2 separate regions of the Ovis aries genome follow, and region 1 is linked to region 2. Evidence: chromatin contacts called from public Hi-C data. All regions are on one chromosome and are shown on one strand. The core of a region is the stretch at or near the end of the contact, and the rest is flanking DNA. Distances in the headings are between cores, read along the strand shown.

Region 1 (4,162 bases), core at 229-2,728, 240 kb after region 2:
ACAGTTCCATTTCTGAAAGAGTCCAAATGACTTGCTTCTTAGAGAAGAAGTTAAGGGTAATGATGAACCAGTTTAAAAGCAAAGATCCAAAACCTACTAACTTTTCTCTTTGGCTTCAATCAAAGAGAACGGAAGCCATAAATTTCCCTTGAAGTCTGTTTCATAGTTGTTCCTGAGGGGCTGTAAAATAAAAAGGCAAAAATGGGTAGAAATTACTTAAAATGCAAAAATGGCAAAGGGAAATATTGCTGTGGGTGACTTATAAATGACTTTAGAGATTTAGGGAAGCTGAATTATCCAGGCCAACTGAAAAACAGTCACTTTAATCTGAAGATGGGTAAACTCCTGTATATTGTTCACATATTGAAACACTCTCTTATTAAATTATAGTGTTTTATAACTGGTGAATAAAATTGGTATCATGTTTGCTATGCAAAATTCCCACTATTTTTCAAACAGATATGTATTTTAATATGAAATTGAAATTTAATATCAAAAGCACTAAACAATAAAACCAACCCACCTAGCTTCAAATCCTCCTTATATTATTTTTTGAATTTTGTATCTAATAACATTGCACAATAACAGTGAAACAAGATTAACACTGTGATAGTATTTGTTTAGGAAACCAAGAGTGTTGCTATGGAAACAGTCGTTCTGCATAACTATGGAAACAGTGACAGTGTTGTAAATAATGACACTGAAAAGAGAACTATGTAAACTTAACATAAGAATTCTAAAAAGAATAGAGAATGAGGAGGTGGAGGGAGGAGGAATTATATTTCTTTGAAAAAAAAACCATAGTTCTATTTTTGTCTTCTGGTAGGACTTTTAAGCTAAGTTTTCAAAAGCTTCATTTGACCTCCTCGATCTGTTAGTTTCTCTCATATTAACTGACAAAATCTAACTTTATGTTTTTATTTTGTTTTCTGTAACCTATTTATACTTCGTAAGAAAATTCACTAAAAAGTGTCTTTGATTCAATTTCACTTTGATAACATTTTATAGACCAAGTTACTTTTCATAAATATGTTAAAAAGAAAGGAAATCACAGAAAGCATGTTTAATTTATTATATTTGGAGATTCTAAAATCAGAGAAGGCAATGGCACCCCACTCCAGTACTCTTGCCTGGAAAATCCCATGGACGGAGGAGCCTGGTGGGCTACAGTCCATGGGGTCGCTAAGAGTCAGACACGACTGAGCGACTTCACTTTCACTTTTCACTTTCACGCATTGGAGAAGGAAGTTGCAACCCACTCATGTTCTTGCCTGGAGAATCCCAGGGACGGGGGAGCCTGGTGGGCTGCCGTCTCTGGGGTCGCACAGAGTCGGACATGACTTTTTTCTAAACATATGAATGTCTGAAACCATACATGGGAATGCACATTATTCTTGGTTGACTTGCAGCTCATTCCCCGCCTATATTGTGTCCCACTAGAAGGAAATGATTATGTCTTACTCACCTCTGCAGTTCCCCGGATATCAACTAGACAGCCAGGTGACCAGGAAATACCCACACACTGTGGAATGAGTGTGTATGCCATTATAGAAGCAATCGAATATAAAGTAAAACAATATAATGCCCTAAAACAGCAAAAGGCAGGATGATGCCAACTTCCTGGAGTGATTCCATGAGTCTGCCCAGTTACAAAGGTGAGAGGCTGACCTGATCTCACTGAAAAGGTAATGATGGTAACTCAAAGACCACTAAACAAGGGAAGCAACTTCAAGAACGGAAGGAAGCTGAAGCTCAGCCATTAAAAGCAGGTGAAACGTACACAGTCTGTTTTTACCGGGCAAAACCCAAGACTCACGGGGTGTCCTGAGATTTCATTCTCTCATGGGTTTGCCACCACCATGAAAGGTGAGACAGAGACGGACATAGCCATCCCTTTGAATCTGAGAGCTGTGTTTATTCCTAAACTGTTGTTCCCTAAGTCTTATGAGAATTTAAGTTCATGTTCAAGCACTCCTATATATCCTGGCATTTTTTTTTATAACTCTAGAATAATGATTTTTTAAATTTGGAATTCTGTCATTTTTGATCTAAATTACTTCCTTACTCCAAACACAGACACAGTATTAAGTTAGGACTTAAACATTTGGATTTGTGGGGCGAGGGGGGAAGGATGGCATAGCAGTGTTACCCCTACTTTGTTCTTTACAGTTTAAAGAACTGGAAAAAGCAATATAAAAATGCAATTGTTAGTTAAGTGCTGGTATAACCACTTAATAGAGCATTGCATATTCGTTCAATATTTTTCCAGGTTCTTCAAAAACACAGAAAAGGCCTTGGATATATGATAAGTAAAAGAAGTCACATATAATAGTGTATATGTACACAGCATATTGACAACCTCTTCCCAGAAGAGAGGGCTGTACGTATACTTGATTATCTTTTCTGGCCTGCTGTTCTGTATTTTCTAATATTGTATCTTCCAATATTACAATTGGAAATATTATAATATTATTACAATAATATCACAGTAATACAATACTATATTTTCTAATATTCCTTTATGCATATGGGTTACTTATTTTTTAAGGATAAAATAAATATAATCATTTCACAACTTGTACATAAACCATACCATCATGCTATGTGCCTTAAATACACACAATTTTTATCTGTCAGTTACATTTCAATGAAGCTGAAAAAAATGTCACTTTTTCCTGAGACAAATGGTGAGCAGTAGCACAGCATGCACCATGAGAAATGGTGTCTGTCCTTCATTTGTATCGAACCTGTATTTCTACTGAGCTGCAGACAAGTTTTGAGAGGCTGAGTGTGTATTACCAAAATGGGGACCTACGTATTGGGGAAAAACAATAATAATTTATTGTTGGCCTTCTAGACAGGACAAGCTGTCTCAGACAGACAGCTGTACATTGGCTTTTATTAATTTGAAGAGCTCTACAAGCAAAGTAAGCAGATTGTTCTTTTATCAGTTCTCTATCCAATTACTCCAAGGCTCATTTTTAAATGTGACACCAACCTTTCCTTTTGTACTTTAATTACTGCAATCACATCACAGAATTGCTCACTTTTAATTTTTAATTCAATGAATGATATCCTTAATAAGCACACATGGCCTAGATAAACCTCCTCTGTTCTGATTGGTGCAGGGAGAGATGTGTAAGAAAGCATTGGGAGGTGGTTAATGTCAACACAGGGCTCAATAGCTTACAGCAAACCAAGGGTTGAAAGAAGGGTGAGTTACTTGCAGTGCATTTCCCAAGTATAGAATATCCAAGAAGAAATCTTGCCAGGCAGTAGGGATGAATAATTATTTTTAGTAGCGCATTGCAGTTTTGAAGTTTCAGAATGAGTCAAATTTCCATTGTGGTTTTAAGCAATGGCCTCTGTCTCACTGTCTCTAATATTTAAACTTATATTTCAGGAATTTCCTCAGAAGAAAGTAAAATTATGATGGGGTTTTATTCTGCACCATAAAAGTAGAGTTTTCATGAGCTGTTGAAAAGAAGGTACAGTTATGATATGTCATAGCAAATATGAGCACACAGTTATGCCTACTAATAGAAAATAAGAGAAAAAACTCACAAAACAGGCCAAAGCTATATTTAAAGACAACTCAACTCAATGATTAAATAAAGTTTCTTTTCACTTTCACTAGTGATTGAACATTGATAATGAAGTTGAGTTTCATAAGCTCTACAAATGGCAAGAAATGTTTCCATCTTTAAGTATAAAATCCAATTTTTCTTTAATGATTTTAAATGATAAAGTCATTCCTAGGCAATAAGGACCTTGCCATAGGCATGTCCTATGTGTTGACTTTTAACAGCAATTATAGATTTCTATGGAAGTAGCAAAATTACATTTTGCAGTTTTGCTTTTCTGTTGTTGCTTGAAATGGTACGTAAAGAAACACACACCCTCCTGAAAATTTTGAGCCTGGTGATTACCTTCTCCTCCCTGACACCACTTGAGACTCTCACTTACCAGGGGGTCATTTCCACCAGGCTGTGTCTCCTGGGATAGCCAGTGAGAACACAGGACATTATTAGTCAGAAAAGAGATGGGGTCTTGGCTTTTGGTCTTTCTTTTCTTAAGATTTTTTTTTTTTTTAGATGCAGACCATTTTTAAAGTTTTTATTGAATTTGCTTCTGTTTTGGTTTTTTGGCCACAAGGCATGTG
Region 2 (3,973 bases), core at 115-2,614:
ATATTGGCTCTATTCCTATATTTCTGAGTTGAGAAACCTGAAGCTCACTTAAAATGATTCATATTTTATGTTGATAAAAATAGTACATGTATCTCTGTAGCAATCACTCCAGATAGCTAATCAGTCAAGATCATAGTGATCCCTAGTCTGTTTTATTTGATCCTGAGCAGTGCATACAGCCACATCTAATGATAAATATTAAGTAAGATCAGTTCAAGTTACAAACTTAAAGCACTCTAAGCAAGTAAGGTTACAGCAAACCACATTAAGACTATATCCGTGGTAAAAGACATCAGAGCCTGCATCACAGGGAGCAAGTGAGATGTGTGGGAATCAACTTGCCCTTTTCTTCCATTAAAGGGCAGAGTTTTTGGCGGGGGGGAAGAACTGGTTCCATTTCCTCCCTGCAAGCTTCCTTTTCAAAATTACAGAACACAACACACATTTCAACATGACTCCACATGACTCAGAGGCCCTTCTTAAAATAAGACCAGGCCACATTCCTGGAGACGGAATCACCTCTAACCTTCCAAGCTTGGTCAGCATCACTAACCAGGATGTGTTTTCATTCCTCAGATAGCATGGGAAAGTTCTGATTTCCACAGTTAACCTAGCTGTCAGCCAATTATTTGTTCACTGCAGCTCTAAACAAATTTTGTTTTCTTTTCTCATCGCCTCACCAAGAATGAAAGACAACCCACATAAAACCACATGTTTTCCAGTGTAAATAAAGACTGCCATCTCCAGAAAATAAGTGATTCCTGAGATGATTTTTTTTTTTAACAAAGTAGCTTATGAAAGTATGAGATTTAGAACCTGAACACTTCCGCCCCGAGAGAAACAGATCTATTCTGAGTTAATTGTGCCAGAAGACTGTTCCTTCTGCAGAACCAGGAAAACTTTTTGGTGACTGTCAAGCCCAACTTAGCATTTCTCTCCTGATTAAAAAATTGAGGGAAGTGAAGGTGCACCCCACCAGCATGTTTACACCAGTCTACACCGCTTTCCCGTCACATAACAGCAGCTGGTTCACATTGGCAGGATTGTGTACAGAAGCCTAAAGACCTGTGCATCTAACCAGAACATTTATTGGGGAGCAGGGCAATGAGGCTTGAACTTGAACCTAGAAGACTGCTTTCCTACCAGACTGCAGCTAATTTCTTTTTCTGAGAAAAGAGGATGGATAACATTGACTTCGAATGTGAATAAAGCAGGCTTATACACGTGGGACTCTTTTCAGGCCCTGAGGACTGTCCACTTGGTGGACGGGATTACTATTAATAACAGTGGATCCAGAGCTGTCATGACTAACTGGCCTGAACTCCAAAGGGACGGCTGTCTTTCATGCACTGAGTCAGAGTTTCCTTAGCGACGCGGCCCCGGGAGATAAAGAACTGTAATCACTTCCTGTGAGTGATGTCTCTCCCTCAGTCGTACAATGAGTAACATTTATATCACTGGTTTCTAAGCACTAGGCTACTTGAGAACCCCACTCCCCCCAGGCGTTTGGTTAAATCAGACTCAGAATAGTGGCTTTGGTGGCTTGGCGCCTGCGCTTCAAGACTGCCCAGCCCCTGGTCCGCGCCCCCAGCCACACTTAGAGACATACAGGCTTTGAAGTAGATCTCGCCAGCCCCCTCCCAGACACCCGACAGATGAAGTCATGGACCAGAGAAGCAATCGCCGCCTGAACAGTCGTCCTCCAGATGTGCCCTTGCTCGGGGTCGGCCCCAAGTGTCACTTCCTGGCGGAAAGAGACTGCTTGCATTTCGTTTGCATTCGAGACCCTGTTGACAAAGCCCTGCTGCAGGTGTCCCCCTGAAACTGTCACACAGTGACCTTCCTTGGTCAGAAGCGCTGTCAACATCATCTCAGGTCTCCTCTCTCCTCAGATCTCTCCTGCGCACATCTGTTCGGGAGAGGTCAGTACCCCGTTTCACTGAGATTTTTAAAAGTCATCCCATGAAGTCAGATTTTAGCAAGGACAGTAATAACAGCACCCCCTCCCCTGTCTGATGCCAGTCTCCCTCTAGCCTGTCTCCTGACTTGATCCTTTAATAGAAGGGCATCTTATCTGATGACCCAAGGTGCTGATTCATTTCCACTCCTTTCTCTTCTCCCCACCCTCCTTCCCCACCTCCTGCCCCCTCCCCTGTTTAAGCAGTTGAAGGAACCAGTGGGCCTTTGAACTCCCTTTTCCTGGAGCAAACTTTTTTCACAATCTTAACTTACTCCAAGGAAGATAAAACAAAAAGTGCTGAAACACACTGCGCAAATATAAAGTAAATAAGTAGATGCACAAAGGCCACTGTGGTTGTTGGCGCAGATGCTGGGGAGCAGCTGGGGGCTGAGACCAAGATCGGGCTGAGCCCAGGGGCCGCAGCTGGGGCCCGAGTGTGTGAATGGAGCTGAGCTGGCCTCCCACACAACAGGAATTCCTCCAAAACTATGCACTCGGTATGGGAGCGCAGGAAAAATGTGTTTAGAATATCACTAAGGAAACCCAGATACATTATCTTTGCCAGAGCACAAAAGACAGTTCAGTTAATGCCCAGCTCAAAATGACTAAAACAGAGAACATGTGTTGAATGATGCTGGGGAAGCAGAGAAGTAGAAAAAGAAGGTGGCTGGGTTCTTGATGCCCAAACAAGAGCAAGACGTGCCCTTCCCCAAACCAGGGGACTTGCTGCAGCTCTTGTTCACAGCCCTGGCTCTCTGCAGGTGAAGAAGAATTAAAAGGAAAGCATTTGGGTCTTCCCGCTCAAAAAGGTTTGGTTGTCATAGATTTCTCTTCCAAATATCAAGATGTTTGTTCCTGCCATCACACCTGTAAACACATTTTATTTAATGTGGAGGACATAGAGGTAAGAGTGTGCTTTGACTCCAGAATTTTGAGAGTATGTTTTGACCTCCACTGTTATTTCAACAAGGCACATTGTGCGTGCGCCAATGTGTGTGTGTGTGTGTGTGTGTGTGTGTGTGTGTGTGTGTGTGTGCAGAGCTCTAAATTCCACGGAGCAGTTTACTTCCATTTTAATGCAGGTTAATTTTTAGCATTATAACAGCACAGCCAATTCCTCTCTAAAAATAGGCTGTGATACGTTTACATTTGTGAAGTCGGGTAGTGACAGCTCCGTCTGCAGTACCCTTGAACTGATCACCAGCTGTAAAAAGATGGCGGGAGCAGTGGTTTCCTGTGGCACAATGACCCTCCCACTGTTCTCCTCCGGCCTGGGCCAGCCCAAGAGCAGATGGGCTCCCGTCAACCTCTTCACACTACCCTGTGTTATTTCCTCTTCTGCTGTTGCATTTTGGTAGCAAAGTTAAAGATTCGGGCTTTTAAAATATAGTTATTAATTCTTTTAAAAATAGCCTGAACAAGTTCATGGTAGTCTTCTTAATCCCCTGCAAAATAACCAAGCTGGACAGAATGAGGACCCCACACTCTGGGGAAGGAAGTATTCATTACAAGTGACAGGGGATCTTTCTGTGCCTTTTAAAGCTCATTGCTTGAAAAATGCGGCCCTTTTAATACACACTTGTACATGGCTGTATCTTCACAGATCACACTCATACTTTTTTCTTGGACTGGTTTTCTTTTCTGGCTGATAGCTTGAAGCAGATGTGGTTCTAGAAAACCAGTGAATTACCCCTGGGACTAAGTAATGGCCCAGACCTCAAAGCCACAGTAGAAACATTCAGCCCTTGAAACTGAGCACCTGGAGATCAGTCTATATTGCCGGTATGAATCACCCACTGACTGGGGATAAAGAAACCAGCACCCCAAAGTTTGCAAGCACAGGCATAAAATGAATTCAAGTTATTTTAATGTGAACACTAAAGACTGACCTAATAGTTTTTAAGAAAATAACTAAATGAACCATGACAATAAGACAAACTCTGAAGATGATAATAATTGCAAATGAGAGATTTCAAGATGTTTAAAACCCTTGAACCAAAGACACTAGCTCTG

Evidence for each region. A called contact is a pair of places that touch in the nucleus more often than the background predicts.
Region 1: a contact with region 2 is called in a Hi-C map of tail adipose tissue, with 2.5 times the contacts expected there. The contact joins two enhancer-like sites. A contact is called at or near these places in 3 of 16 Hi-C or Micro-C datasets (skin fibroblasts and tail adipose tissue).

Annotation. Positions count from the first base shown.
Region 1 is chr13:44,116,458-44,120,619 of ARS-UI_Ramb_v3.0, forward strand. The region is part of intron 1 of LOC106991526 (a long non-coding RNA gene); the gene reads right to left. Among named protein-coding and RNA genes, the nearest start is that of KLF6, 64 kb to the right of the region's middle. Within about 2 kb of position 1,479, at least 8 of the 54 cell types and tissues checked have an H3K27ac peak or open chromatin away from gene starts, as enhancers often do. A contact at or near this core is called in tail adipose tissue, where this site is marked.
Region 2 is chr13:43,880,892-43,884,864 of ARS-UI_Ramb_v3.0, forward strand. No RefSeq gene overlaps it. Among named protein-coding and RNA genes, the nearest start is that of KLF6, 300 kb to the right of the region's middle. Within about 2 kb of position 1,365, at least 32 of the 54 cell types and tissues checked have an H3K27ac peak or open chromatin away from gene starts, as enhancers often do. A contact at or near this core is called in tail adipose tissue, where this site is marked.